2 separate regions of the Mus musculus genome follow, and region 1 is linked to region 2. A link is a contact called in public HiChIP or PLAC-seq data. All regions are on one chromosome and are shown on one strand. The core of a region is the stretch at or near the end of the contact, and the rest is flanking DNA. Distances in the headings are between cores, read along the strand shown. Region 1 holds the start of Lrig1 (leucine-rich repeats and immunoglobulin-like domains 1). Region 2 holds the start of 9530026P05Rik (RIKEN cDNA 9530026P05 gene).

What was found. HiChIP or PLAC-seq counts read pairs in DNA pulled down with a chosen protein or histone mark.
Region 1: a contact with region 2 is called in a FOXA1 HiChIP or PLAC-seq map of pancreatic cancer cells. The contact joins the promoter of Lrig1 here to the promoter of 9530026P05Rik in region 2. A contact is called at or near these places in 1 of 39 promoter capture datasets (cranial neural crest) and 1 of 115 datasets of contacts at active chromatin or transcription factors (pancreatic cancer cells).

The regions. Positions count from the first base shown.
Region 1 is chr6:94,698,144-94,701,860 of GRCm38.p6, forward strand. Lrig1 (leucine-rich repeats and immunoglobulin-like domains 1) reads right to left here and starts at 2,002. Exons shown (of 19, transcript NM_008377.2): 1 at 1,319-2,002. The coding sequence starts at 1,542.
Region 2 is chr6:92,937,973-92,941,838 of GRCm38.p6, forward strand. 9530026P05Rik (RIKEN cDNA 9530026P05 gene) reads left to right here and starts at 2,610. Exons shown (of 3, transcript NR_015530.2): 1 at 2,610-2,837. The region is part of intron 2 of Adamts9 (a disintegrin-like and metallopeptidase (reprolysin type) with thrombospondin type 1 motif, 9); the gene reads right to left.

The DNA.
Region 1 (3,717 bases), core at 752-3,251, 1.8 Mb after region 2:
ACCCAGCCCCTAGTTTTCTGCAATGAAGCCACAGGTGTGAGTTAAAGCCTGTGTCATCAATTTTCGCTTTTTAAAACAGCAAATGTCATGACTGAAGCTACTGCTGTACTACTTCTGTGTCCTAGGAAAGACATTCAAAAGCTCAAATGAGACGCAGACTACTCAAGCTAGGCCTTTCTCTGGAAGGTACTAATAGTTCTAGAGATGCTAATTACTGATAGCTGAGCAAGATTCGACTCAAAGGTCTAGGTTTTTTTGGTTTTTTATTTGTTTTGTATTGTTTTTTTTAAGAATAACAATGCTATTCTACTCCACTTTGTTTACAGAAATCTAATGTTCCCAACGAACCCCAATCCCAGCAGCACAGAAGTGCACCTAAACTGACAGAGCTAGCCAGGCCCCCTGTCACCTTCTCCCATAGTAGCACTACTCCACAACTAACTTGTGCCATTTATGGAGGAGAAACTCGAGGGTAGGAGCAGACCCAGCCCCAGTGGATCAAGCCCAAGGGGACCCCAGGGAACAGACAGGAAGGGATCTGGAACACAGTTCCTGTACTTGCCAGCCATGCGGAAAAGAGCTAACAGCCACACTCAGACATCTCCAAGAACTGTCTCAAAGCTTCTCAACTCCTGGCTTCTTCAGGACAGGGTCCCTTTTGCCCTGGCCAATGCCAAGTCAAGCCACCACGATTGTCTGGTGATCAGGAGACTGCAACACATACTCACTAATACACAGTATAAATAGCATGAACCCTGGAGATGTGAGTCACTGTCATTCATTACCAACTGAAGGTAAGTTGAGGGAACTCAAGACACCTAAGGGCTGGGTTACATACAGCACAGGAGAAAAGATACAGCCATGGATCCCAATCCCAACACAGGCTCCTACACTCTGCCATTGCGTCCGTCTCACATGCACACAAATTCGCTCACCTCCACTCTACACACACACATATTTCGCGCTCCACAGCACTCTCACTCAGTTTCAAATCACAAACCGGTGGCTCACCTCCACGGCCCACACTCGCTGACTTCCAGACTTCACGAGGCACACTCGATCACCCTTACAGGATCACTCATGTCCTGCATCCTCTCCACAACACACGCTCGCCGCAAGGCAGGCTCCTCCAGAATCACGCTCACCTTCAAACCCCAGAAGCAGAGTCCTCTCTCCCGAGCTCCCACGCGTGACCTCCACTCGGCCACCCACAAGTCTCCCCAGCCCACAGAGCGCACTCCGCACCCTCTCCGGCTGAGCACACCAGCAGCCCCGTCTTAGTGACAGCGCCCGGACGAGAGGCAAAGGCGATACTCACAGGCTGCGCGTCCAGGAGGGCAGGTCCCGGGGCAGCGTCGCCAGCCCGCGCCCACTGCAGTCCAGCGAGTCCCCGGCGCAAGTGCAGGCGGCCGCGCAGGGGGCCCGCGGGCCAGCCTGGGCGCCCGCTGACTCCGGCCATTGCAGTAGCAGCAAGAGCAGCCAGAGCAGAAGGCGAGGCGCAAGGCGCGGGGCTCCGAGCACTCCCGGACCGGGCCGCGCCATCTTGTCTGGAACGCGCCGCGAAGCCGGGGAGCGAGGGCTGCGAGGTGCGGGCGGCCGCGGGCGCGGGCTGCGCTCGGAGCTAGGCTCCGCGCCGGGACATGGACGCCCGACTCCAGTCGGCTCCGGGGCCGCGGCGCTCAGCCGGCACGCTCTGCCCGGGCCGCTTCGCAGCACCCTGCGGGGACCGCCACCCCCGCGCCCATCCGGGCCGAGCCCCGCGCGCGGCGAACTCTGTGGAGTCCCGCAGTGAGTGCCCGGCCGCCGCTGCTCGTCCTTCCCGCCGCGCTGAGAGTCGCCTTCAGAGCTCGGGCGCACGCCGAGAGCCGCCGCCTCTGAGGACTGAAAACGCTTAGCCTCGGCCTCTGCGCGTGGCGCGGGCGGGCATCTCACTGAGGGCGCTGAGCTGATGATAGCCGTGGACCCCACGCGCCTGCCCGTCCCGGAGCGGCCGGAGCGCACCGTGCCTCAGCGCTGCGAACAATCAGCGGCCAGCCGCTCCGCGGTCCAGCCCCGCGGCCCCAGGCCCCGCCCCGGCTGCTCGCCCTCACACACCCCTCCGATGGGGCCCCGGGGCGCAGATCGGCCCACGTTGGCTGCAGGGCTACAGCATTACGCCCCGCCCTGCCCGTTGCTCATTGGCTCCTGGAGCGCCTTTTTGGCGTCCTAACCCATAAGAGCGCTCGCTCCCTGAGGTCCCGCCTCCGCTCGCTTTTCCCACCCAAGGTGTGAAAGGCGGGGACGGGGCGGGGAAAAGGAGAGGCGTGCTGCCTCCTCTTAAAGGAGACTTGTAGGGTTTTGGCTACCAAGTACCAGAATCTGGAAAAGTGGCCTAAGCTTCGGTCCATTGAGCCTAGGAGAAGAGAGAAAGTTTGTAATCCACGGGTTTGGGAGCTATCTGGACCCAAGGTTTATTCTGCTCTCCTAAACTAAAAACATCATGGTGGATTTACAGCAAACGAGCACCCTTTTTCAGGTGCCTTGCAAAAGAAAAAAAAAAAAGATTTAAAACTTGCTTTCATGAGTTTCTCAGCTATTTCCTCAGAGGTGGGGCCCCCTTTCCCATCTGTGCTCCACACTCGTTCTTCTTGATATCTTTAATCCAGAAATGTGTCCTTGACTACCGAAATGACTGTGTGCTGCAGAAATTGAATCTTGAGGGCACGCCCACTTCCCCGCCCCTAGTTAGTTGAAGGATAGTTCGGGAAGTGCTCTGGACTTGGATAAAGGGGGTTGCTGTGGTGGTGTGTTTTGTTATTGAAAATCAGTGCCTTTAAAATACAATTTCCAAGAAATTATCCGTGACGTGCTCTTTATAGACAGTGAGAGAGGTGGGGGGAGGGAGAGAGGAGAGAGAGAGAGAGAGAGAGAGAGAGAGAGAGAGAGAGAGAGAGAGAGAGAGAGAACCTGTTAGTTTGGCAAACACGGATCAGAATAGATTGATAGCCGCCATGTGAAACAGTGCTTGGACATAGGCGAGCACACGCGCGCGAACACACACACACTTAATGGAGTGGGGCGGGGGGGCGGGGGGAAGAGATTAGCACTGTAATACATATCTGCCGCCTCTGGGCGGTTTGACTTGCTGATGTCCGAACTGCACACAGGGTCAGGGAAACTAAGGCGCTGGAGTCTTCTGGAAAACATTTGTTCCAGCACGGTTAAATCTAACTTAGGCTTTATAGAAAGGGAGTAGGAACGCTGTTCATCGGGAAGAAAAACACCGAACAGTTAAAGGGATTTCATTACATGTTTGACATATTCAAGAAATACGATTTGATGCTAAACGTGGCTGTCCCTCAAGTTTTGCTTTTTTTTTAAACCAAAATTGGACCTGTATTTAGTAGTCAGGTGATTGTTGCCTAGCTGTCTGTGCTTTCTGTCTCTTTCTTTCCTTGCCTTCTTTCTTCCTTCTTTTTTGATTGTTTGAGTCTCATCATGTAGCCCAGACTCCCTCAACCTTATTATGCTCCTGTTTCAGTCTTCTGGAACAACTGGCATTACAGGTGTGTGCAGCATGCCCGGCTTTGTTTGCCATTCTTTTCATCCTTACACCAGCCTTCCCTTTCTCCTGATTGCCTACACTATAGAGCAATGCTGTTGGGTTTCTCTCCCATTTTCTGTATATCTCAGAAGTGATGGTGAAGCAGTGTCCACACGTGCATAAATTAAGCCAAA
Region 2 (3,866 bases), core at 1,360-3,859:
ATGGGATATACCAGCCATTCCATCAGCCAAGTTCGAGGACTTTCTCAGGTTCTGAACTGACCAGTGGGTTTTGTTGTAACTCACTGGTCTTGGGCCAATTTGCTCTTACCAAGCTCTATGAAGGAACACCTTGTAAAAGGCCATTCTCCTGGTCCCCTCTTTGAATATCTACAAGGTTTGCAAATGATTCACAATGCCTCAAACTCGAGTGATTTAATACTATATGAACATTGAAAGTGCCAAGTGTCAGAGGAGACACAAAACTGTTGTTTCTTCACACACTGAAAATAACCAGAAGCCTTCTCTCATTTCCTGGACGCGAGAAAAGACCACCCCTGAATACTAGTGTGGGTACGTGCACCAGCGTCCCGAGTCGACTAGAGAGCCAGGTCACTGGCCTGTGCCTCTATCTGCTGAACTGCACCAAAATCTCTGGGGCCAGCTGAAGAACCAGAATTTTAATGCACTTTCCTCCCAGGTGTCTAATCCAAGAAAATGCACACAAAATGCCAAGCTTTCCCAAAGCAAGGAGGATCAGAGCAGCCTGAGAGAAAAGCACTTTTTTTTCTGATGAGATTCCAAGTGACACACTGTATTTCCAGACTCAGAATTTCTAGGCGTGATGTCTAGAACCTGACGTTTTAACACAACTCTCCTCATGACTCCAGAACATAGACTCAGGCAGAAGTCAGTTTTAGTATAGTCTGTGACACATTGTCAGATCACCAGAGAAGCAGCAGGTTAGCACATTTATGCTCGCCAAGGTATCTCTGTCAGCAGTCAGTATGGTATCTCATAAGCACAGGGCATGTGAGGCCTATGGGGGACAGTAGAAGGAGCCTGGGAGGCACAGACAGGAAGTGATTTGCTTTTCAGTGGGACAGAGCAGGTTGGGGTTAGTGCTGATTCGTGGACCCAGAATCCTGATTTTATTTCAGAGTGTGGAAAAACAAATCTAGTCATTCTCTTAAGGAGTATAGTTCCAACTTGGTCACTTAGCATCTTGAGGCCTGGGAGAGGAAGGCCCAGATATTCTCATAAGCAAGATAGGTAGCTTTGAGGACTGGGGCATTGTATCACAGAGCCTCCAGCAAAAGCTCAATAAATGGTAACAATACAGAGACAAAATCAGTTTTGTTGTTGGTTCAGAAATAATCATTGAGACCCAACTTGTTTTGTGCTGACTTAGGTGACCATCTTTTTTTAAATACATGTATTACATACGCACACACACTATGTATCCTCTAAACTATAGTATGGGAGAGGGAGAGATAGATTCTCGTGCAAATGTACACACACACAGAGGAAGAGGAGGAAAGGATATACATACATACATATATATATATATATATATATATATATATATATATATATGTATGTATCACTGGAAATTAAGAGAGTTTAGAGAAAGTATAAAGCCAACTACTTGAAATACAGAATTTCAGAAGAGAGAACTAAGATGAAATTGGGCATAGGCTATGTGTGAGAGGATGTAATGTTAGGCTCTGATTATCAGCTGTGTGTTTGATATTGTTCACTAGGATATAAGGAGGTGTGGAAGCTACGTGAACAAAGGGTGGCAATGAGACTTTGAAGCCTGCTTATTGACCTGATACTGGTGTGTGGCAGGGGTTGAGAAAGAAAACATAAACTGGGAGAGAAGCAGGTAGATGGAGGTCTTTCTCATACCGTTGTCCTAAAGAAAGGAAGGAGAAGGAGAAGAAGGAGAACGAGAACAAGAACAAGAACAAGAACAAGAAGAACAAAAAACAAACAAACAAAAAACAAAAACCCAAAACAAAACTGAGGCACAGGCATTCCCTCAGCAGAGGCGAGCAATGTGTGAGATGGGATTCAGAAAACTGCAAATGGGAGGGGTGGGTTGGCGGTGTGGGTGTGGGGCATACAGAGTCGGATCACTCTGTTGAGGGCAGATTTCCTGGAGGCCTTCCTGGGCAAAGTGAGGAACATCATTATACAGAGAGGCTACAGAAATGATAAAGAGGAGTCTTGGGAGGAAATAATTCCAGGAGACAAAGAAGGCAGGAAGCTCTGAGCTAGATTAGTGGCTAAAGACATAAAAACCTGGTTCGCTTATTTAAAAAATATATATAGCCCCTTCCTTAGCGACCCCCCCCCCCTCAGAGACATGCTGCAAGTTACATGCCGTGTTATTGGGGATAGTATACTCCAGAGAGTCTTTTCAGGAGCCCCGGTTTTCCGTTCTCAAGAAGACCACGTGCACTGTGTTACCATGTAAAACCACCAATGGAAATTAAGGACCTACGCAGAAAAATATTTATACAACTGCTGGGGCTACTCAGATTCCACCGGTGTGTAGGCGGGGAAAGAGGAGGAGTAAAGACTGTTTACCAACGAAATACACAAGCAGCCGTATCTAAGATCCAGGACTTGGGGGTCCCTAACTTTAAATAGTGGGGTGCACTGATTGTTTGGGATCCGCCTCAAGACTTCAGCCTAGGTCTACCTAGGTGATACCTCTCAAAGACTGGAGCCATTCTTGTGTCCAGGCCCAGGTTTGAGGCCGCGATGACTCAACGCAGCATCCCCTCCCCTTGCTAAACCGCGGTCTCCGCCTACCCCCAATCAATCTCAAGGAAGCTCTTTGGGAGCCAGGATTCCCAGCACTTAGCTGGTGGGCAAAGGGGTTCAACCCCTTCCCCACACCCCACCTTCCCTCCTCCCAGTCTTCGGGATTGCGGAGCTCCTGCCGGGATCCAAGAGCAGGCTCTTGGAGGTCGAAGAAGGATATAACCTCCAGACCTGGAATTTAAGACGCAAGAACCAGCCAGCAAAAGTGGCAGCCGAGCATGCGAGTGAGTACCCAAGCCCCCATTTAGAAAGAGGAGGAGGAGGGTGTGTGTGTCAAGGGGAGAGGGTAAATGCGCCAGGGGCACAGACTTTTAATAGCCAATTGTGCGTAAGGCGCGGTGCAGTGAGCTGGGAGAGCCAGCCGCGGGAAAGTTTCTGCGTCATACGCGCGTGGTAGAAACGCACGTCGCTTGGGAAAGTGAAGGACCACCCTAGTTGGGTCCAGAATTGTACATGACTCTCGACTGTCGTAGGAGCTGGGGACCGATACCTTATTAGCCCCAATGGAGGGTAATGGAGGGTAATGAAGGGGTCAGGAAGAAGAGGTGGAGGTACCAACTTGGATCTCGTACTAAATGCCTACTTGACAGCACTGGGTGGTATCCGTCCTCCCAACCTTCTTAGAGAAACATGAGCTATACATTTCTATTCCTATATTTTGAAACAGCCACAGGTTCTAGAATAGGGTTCTTTTTAAGGCTACCTCTCCAGGCTCTCTCCCATTACTCTAGCGCCTCCAGTCACCACGCCAGCAGGGTGCAGAGTCGGACTGCAGTGCACCACCCCTCCCCCGCCGCCACCTTCCAACCCTAAACACCGCCTTAGAGACAGGCTCCGCCTTCACTCTCGGCTCTCAGAGTATTTGGCCCACCCTTCCTTTCCCCGGACAGGATCCGCTTCCCTGTCAATCTGGTTCAGTTTCAAAATTCCTTGCACGTGATAAAAGGCTCCGAGAGGAAAGAACGCGGGGACACTGTAGTATAGCCGCGTCCACAACATGAGATATCCCAGCACTCCAGTAGGGGTGTCCAGGGATTGTCAGTTTACAACCCTGACTCAGGACGCGCCAATGAGGAGTTGAGTCCGCCCTGCGCTCAGCTGCACAGCCCCAGAGCGGCCAAGTTTGCTACAAGAAACCACAACCCAGCAACTTTCTCTGAGTTTGTAAACCGACATGCAACCTACTCTGCAGAGTTGGGCTGCTTACAGCAAACCCAATCCATCCGATCTAAGACAGCTCCAAATGATACACG